2 separate regions of the Sus scrofa genome follow, and region 1 is linked to region 2. The links are chromatin contacts, called in public Hi-C maps. All regions are on one chromosome and are shown on one strand. Each heading gives the region's core, a stretch centred on a gene start, on an enhancer-like site or on the middle of the called end of the contact. The rest is flanking DNA. Distances are from core to core; before and after follow the strand shown. Region 1 holds the start of TESK1 (dual specificity testis-specific protein kinase 1). Region 2 holds the start of TLN1 (talin-1).

What was found. A called contact is a pair of places that touch in the nucleus more often than the background predicts.
Region 1: a contact with region 2 is called in a Hi-C map of liver, with 4 times the contacts expected there. The contact joins the promoter of TESK1 here to the promoter of TLN1 in region 2. A contact is called at or near these places in 2 of 5 promoter capture datasets (fetal liver and liver), 11 of 47 Hi-C or Micro-C datasets (blood, epiblast stem cells, heart right ventricle and 4 more) and 2 of 2 datasets of contacts at active chromatin or transcription factors (alveolar macrophages and skeletal muscle).

Annotation. Positions count from the first base shown.
Region 1 is chr1:236,339,623-236,342,650 of Sscrofa11.1, forward strand. TESK1 (dual specificity testis-specific protein kinase 1) reads left to right here and starts at 1,538. Exons shown (of 10, transcript XM_003121984.4): 1 at 1,538-2,062; 2 at 2,187-2,308; 3 at 2,426-2,474; 4 at 2,986-3,028. The coding sequence starts at 1,838.
Region 2 is chr1:236,449,584-236,452,483 of Sscrofa11.1, forward strand. It overlaps TLN1 (talin-1), which reads right to left and starts at 1,395. Exons shown (of 57, transcript XM_021065688.1): 1 at 972-1,395. It overlaps CREB3 (cAMP responsive element binding protein 3), which reads left to right and starts at 1,685. Exons shown (of 9, transcript NM_001123220.1): 1 at 1,685-1,813; 2 at 1,919-2,066; 3 at 2,143-2,210; 4 at 2,327-2,416. The coding sequence starts at 1,685.

The DNA.
Region 1 (3,028 bases), core at 288-2,787, 110 kb before region 2:
CAACTCTCCACAAAAATGGGACAAGACTCTATTAGAAGTCGGTCACCCACACGGATGTGGACTGTGCGTATATTAATTTTCTTTTTAGATTTCCACAGAAATAGAAATATAGTACTTTTAGAATTCTTGAAGAGAACTCAGCCACGTTGCCTCAAGTTCGTTGGCATCCTTTCTCACTCCTGAGGCCCGCAGCCTCCACCACGCCGCCCTCCACTCCGCCGCTAGGGGGCAAAAGGCTCACTGACGTCCCCAACCTCTCGTCCTAGACAGGACTCCAGGATCGAGCGACGTCACCCACCCCCGTCGATGATTGGCTATTCCGCCGATGACCGGGACGGGGAGGAGCCAGCGGAGAACCAAAAACGCTGGGTATGGCATGCGCACAGGGTCCTGAGACGGTGCGTGCGCACTCAGGGTGCCGCGCCGCTTTAGAGGCCGGCTGCAGATCCTCCTCTCGCCTGAGGGGGCAGATCGGATTCCTACGTAATGCGGGGCGGTACCTGCCTAGGAGAGTCACACTGATGAGGGCTGGGCCACACCGAGGGGAGGAGTCACGTTGAGAGGAGGGGTCACAATGACGGGTGGAATCGCTCTGAGAGGTGGGGTTCGCCCTGGAAGGGCGAGACGGACAGAGGAGGGGTGTCGCACTGAGGGATTCTGGCACACACTGTTGGCGGCATGGTCACATTGCGGAGATGTTCCTCTGAAGGAGAGACTCTCACTGAGGAAAGAGTTGGTTCTCTGAGGGGGAGGGCTCCTTGAGGGGCGGGGTTTTGCCAAGGGGTGGGATATTTCCCTACAGGTGGAGACTTCTCTTTTGAGAAAGAAGGGCATGTGGACGAAATAGTAAGAGGAGGCTCCAGGCTGTGTGGTCAGTGCGCAGAAGCCCCTGAATCTAAACTTTTTTCGCGAGAGGCGGGATGGAGTGAGCAGGACTTGGGGCCACACCTGGAATGGGCTGGCCAAGGGCTCACTACAGCTCTGGGGCGTCACAACCTCCGGGGAAGGTACAAAGTGTCAGGGAGTCGGAGGTTTAAAGTGTAAGGGTCGAGAGCTGGGAAATGGGCAGGCTCGGCCAGGGCGGAGGCTGGGCAGGTGGGTAGGTTGCTGCCCCGATTGTGGCGGGACCAGAGGGGTCTACTTTTCTACCCTGCCTGTCCATGGAGTCCAGGAGTCCGGCGGCTTCCAGAGCCTGGCCCTCAAAAGACAGAGACCCGAGGGAGGGAGGGGAGAAAGGGCTCTCACGGCAGCTAAAAGACCTTTGAGCTGCGCATACGCACAATGAGCCATTAATTCCCTTCCGTTATTTAGCTTTGGCTTTAACTTCTTTGACCCCGACTTCTCAGACCCACTAGCCTAGGGCGTCCCGGCCACTGGTGGCGGGGTGCGCACCTGAGGGGGCGTGGCCGCTGCCCCGAGGCGGGCTCGAAGGAGTTAAGCAGAGGCCCGGCTCAGCCCCGCCCCCGGCAGGCCGCGGAGCCTGAGCCCCAGCGGCGAAGTGGAGCAGCCGCCGCCCGCCCGCCCGCCCGCCTCCGCCTGCGGGGAGTACCCCCGCCTGCCCGCCGGCGCCCGGGAGCGCCACCGCCACCGCCCGGCCCAGGCCCAGGCCCAGGCCCTGCGCAGAGCCGAGCGGAGCGGCGTCCACCCGGGCGCAGCAAGCCGGCGCGGCGGGGGCGGGCCCAGGAGCTTCGGCAGATCTTCCATTCTCCAGGGCGGGAGAGGGAGTGGGAGCTCCGGCGCCCCGGATCCGGCTGGGCCCGCACCCATGGCGAGCGCGGCCTGCCCGGGCCCCGGGAACCCTGCCATGTGAGGCAGGCCCGGGCTGGGGGGCCCGGCCATGGCCGGGGAACGGCCCCCACTGCGGGGCCCTGGGCCCGGGCCCGGGCCCGGAGAGGCGCCGGGGGAGGGGCCCCCGGGGCCGGGGGGCGCGGGCGGAGGCCCGGGCCGGGGCCGCCCCTCCTCCTACCGGGCTCTCCGCAGCGCGGTGTCCAGCTTGGCACGCGTGGACGATTTCCACTGCGCGGAGAAGATCGGGGCCGGCTTCTTCTCTGAGGTCTACAAGGTAGGACCAGCAGAGAGGGCAGAGGGGCGGGACCGAGCCTTAGACGCGAGGCTGGGACAAGGGGGCCCAGACCCTGGCGTTTCGCCCGACCTGCGCGGGACTCGCCAGCCCCTGCTGCCCCCAGGTTCGGCACCGACAGTCAGGGCAAGTCATGGTGCTGAAAATGAACAGACTCCCCAGTAACCGGGGAAACACGCTACGGGAGGTGCAGCTGATGAACCGACTTCGGCACCCCAACATCCTAAGGTGAGCGGCCCCAACCGCTTGCTGGGGGAGGGGGAAAGATCCCGCGGGAAAAGTGGGAACTGTCCAGGGGCCGGGACTCTTCCAGACTACCTTGCTGTCTTTCCCATCCTCTTCCAGGTTCATGGGGGTCTGTGTGCACCAGGGACAGCTGCATGCTCTTACAGAGGTGAGGATGAACCAGCAAGGGGGGACCCCACCACCAAGGGGCGAGTCAGCGGCCTGGTGCATCTACAGACGAATAATGAGGGGCAGCAGGACGTCCTCCCAGGGGAGGCTTTCCTGAACTTCCCTTTAGGCAAACCACAAATAAAAGGCCTCAGCTGGTCCCGTCCTTTATATCCTCTAGAACGGTGCTGTCCAATAGATCTTCCTGCAAAGATGAAAATGTTCTATATCTGCGCTGTCCAAAACCACAGCCACTAGCCACATGTGGCTAAGGATCCCTGGGAATGTGGCTAGTGTGACTGAGGAACTGAATGTTCCATTTTGTTTAAATTTAAATAGTTGTGCGTGTGTATGGGACAGGACAGGCTCAGGATATGAATGGAGGAGCCCTAGAGCAGACTCACCCTCCTGACTTTGTGATCCTCCTGGGTCCCCTGGCTTAAAAGTGGGAGACCTAGGCTACTGACTGAAATCTTGACATTCATTCCCCTTCTCCTACCCCTGTGACCCAGTATATGAATGGGGGGACTCTGGAACAGCTGCTCAGCTCCCCTG
Region 2 (2,900 bases), core at 145-2,644:
ACCCTACCCTGTAATCAGTTTATCATTTCTCTGCGCCAAAGAAGCCCCCACGGCGACAGAGAAACAAGAGCCCTCCCTGCAAAAAAAAAAAAAAAAAAAAAAAAGAGCACCTGCCAATCTCTTAAATTTTACCTGCCTGAGGTCACCTACCCTGACCTCAGCCTATAACCCCTAAAACTGTCCTTAGTTCCCAACATTAACCCCGATCCCAATTTGTCTCCTGATGCCCAATACTGGCTTTAACATTCAGCTCTTTCCCAGCAGACACTTGAATCCAATCCCTGATCCCTAATTTTGATCTAAATTTTACCTTTAGCACCAAATCCCAACCTTACCCCTAGAGCTTGACCCCTGAACCTAAAGATCATGTGTCACTTGATTCCTGAGTCACTCCTTCCCCGTTTTACCCCTAACACTGGCTATGCCAACGGTCTCTAATGCCTAAAACTGGATCTCGAGCGCCGTTCCTGCTGCTGACCCTTAACCCGACCCTGGACTCTAACTCTGGCTTAGGCTGACCATCCTAGAACACAAAATAATGTCCTTAATCCAAACTTTACCTACCCAAAACGGACCTGACTCACGCTCATAACTCGAAATTTAAACCCCTAAAGCTAACCTTGGCTCCTAAACCCAATACCACCTAATCCCCAACCCACCCAGGGCGCTCCTACCCACATACCCGCCATCAGCCAACCTCAAAGCCGATCCCCGCCCTGCGTCGCACTGCCACCCACTCTTCACCCTCCCCCAAACCTATCCCAGACAGGGGGCTGCTCCCAGCAAGGGAGCAGAAAAGCCTCCCGCAAAAAGGCCTCTTGAACTCCCAGCCCAAGCCGAGAGACACTGGACGCTGACCTCTCCAACAGGACCCGAAACAGGAGACGCAGTCAAGTCAGGGGCCCCGCCCGCCTCCCGGGCCCGGCCTTGCGGCCCCACCCTGAGGCCCCGCTCGCGGCAGACCGGCCTACCTGCGCTGCCCGGCTCTGCGCCCCGCCCGCCGGCCCGCTAACCCGCTCGTTCTCCCGGTGGCTCTCGGGCTCCGGCCTCGCCCTCCCTTCGACACTCTCGGCCACTTCCGTCCGGGAACGTCCCCCGCCCGCGGGCGGCGCCCTGGGCCCGCGCTCTATGGTTGCGGGGACCGCAGGAAGCTGCTCTGGCCCCAGATCTCGATGCTCAGGAGCCGGCCGAAGACCCGCAGCCCCTCCCCGGCAGGAAGCGAGGGTGCGGCGCAATCCCAAGAAGACGCCCGAGCTGGGCCCGAGGTCCCGGTTGCGCGGTAGTCCTTCCTTTTCCTAGCCCGGGGCGAAGGCGGAGGCGGAGGCGGAGGCGGCTCGCCGGAATGCCCGCCCTCGGGGAGTGAGGGGCTGGCAAGGACGTCCCCTCTATTTGCATAGTGCCCGGGACGTGGCGTGCACCAAGGCCACTTCCGCGTCCGGGGAACTCCAAGTCCCGGGATGCCTCAGGGCTCGGTGCGTCACTTGTGTGGTGTTGGAAGTGGCTAAGACTCAGGCTGGGAGGCGGGTCGGGTTTGTGAGCCACCTCCGGCATCCAGGAGGAAAACCCCGCTTGCGGAGCCCATAGGTGTGGCCCACTGACGATCGGTGGGAGTCGTGCGTGGGGTTGGGAGTTGACTCCGGGTGTACTTCTGTGTTTCTGCTCATCCTTTCCGTAGATGTCTCATATGGAGCTGGGGTTGGACTCGGGTGACGATGACTTGCTGGGCTTCCTGTTAGAGGAAAGCGGAGGTCTGGGGGCGGCGCGGGACGAAGCCTTGGAGGCGCCCCTGGATTGGGAGCTACCACTTTCCGAGGTGGGGGGGGGCTCTGAGTCCGGGAGGCCCCGGGCGGGATGGAGGGGTGTCTCTGAGGCAGGGGGTGGTGATCAGTCAAAGTCTGTTAATCTGAACCCTGGGCAGGCATTGAGCGATTGGGACGTAGAGGATTTCCTGAGCTGCCTGTCGAGTCCCCCAGCATCGTTGACCGATTTTAGCCACTCTGACCCCTATCTTGTCCACCATGATCACACCTATTCCCTGTCACAGGAGTATGTCTCCATAGATCTAGGTGAGTCTGATAGAGGTGAAGTTTGGGGGAGGGGAGGGGACTATGGACCTGGCTGTTTATACTTTCCCTCTTGCAGATAATGAGGATTATGAGAAGGAAGGGGCCCAAATGACTTCCCTGCGTGTGGAGGCGCCCGCAGAGCAGGTAACTTGACTTGGTTTACAGGACGATTATTCCCACATTGACCGGGTTGGGGCAGGAGTCCGAATTTCTCTCTGACACCCTCTTGCACCTGTGCTGCCCACCTCTTGGAACCCCAGGAGATTGGTGAGCTGATACTGACGGAGGAGGAGAAGAGGCTTTTGGAGAAGGAGGGGCTTACTCTGCCCGGGACACTTCCTCTCACTAAGGTAAGACTCCCATTCGAGGAGCAAAGACTGGATGCAGGGGTTAAGTCCCTAGTAGGCTGACTCTGTTAATTTTATATCAGTAACTTGAGAAAGGACTGAGGCGAGATGCTGAGTCCAGCTTCGCAGGTAAGGGCTGAGGAACGGGTGCTGTAAAACTTGAGAAAAAGTTAGCATAAAACAAGACACAGAGACATTTATCTTAATTGCGGGTGGGAACTGGGGGACTCAAGGTCTCAGGGACCAAGAGCAGTGCCTCAAGAAACCACACTGCTTTTATTGTGCTCTTTAGGATTACATCAAGTGAGGAGGGGGTTGTAGGTGCAGGACATAGTTCTTTTATTATTTTAAAAGTCACATAGCTGGTAGCTGGTTAAGCTTTTATTCTGACCTTTAGGCATTAACAATCACTAGCATTGAAGAAGCTGGATATTAGCTCTCTGTGCATAGCACCTAGAGAATTATCATTGTGCTTCCACAGACAGCA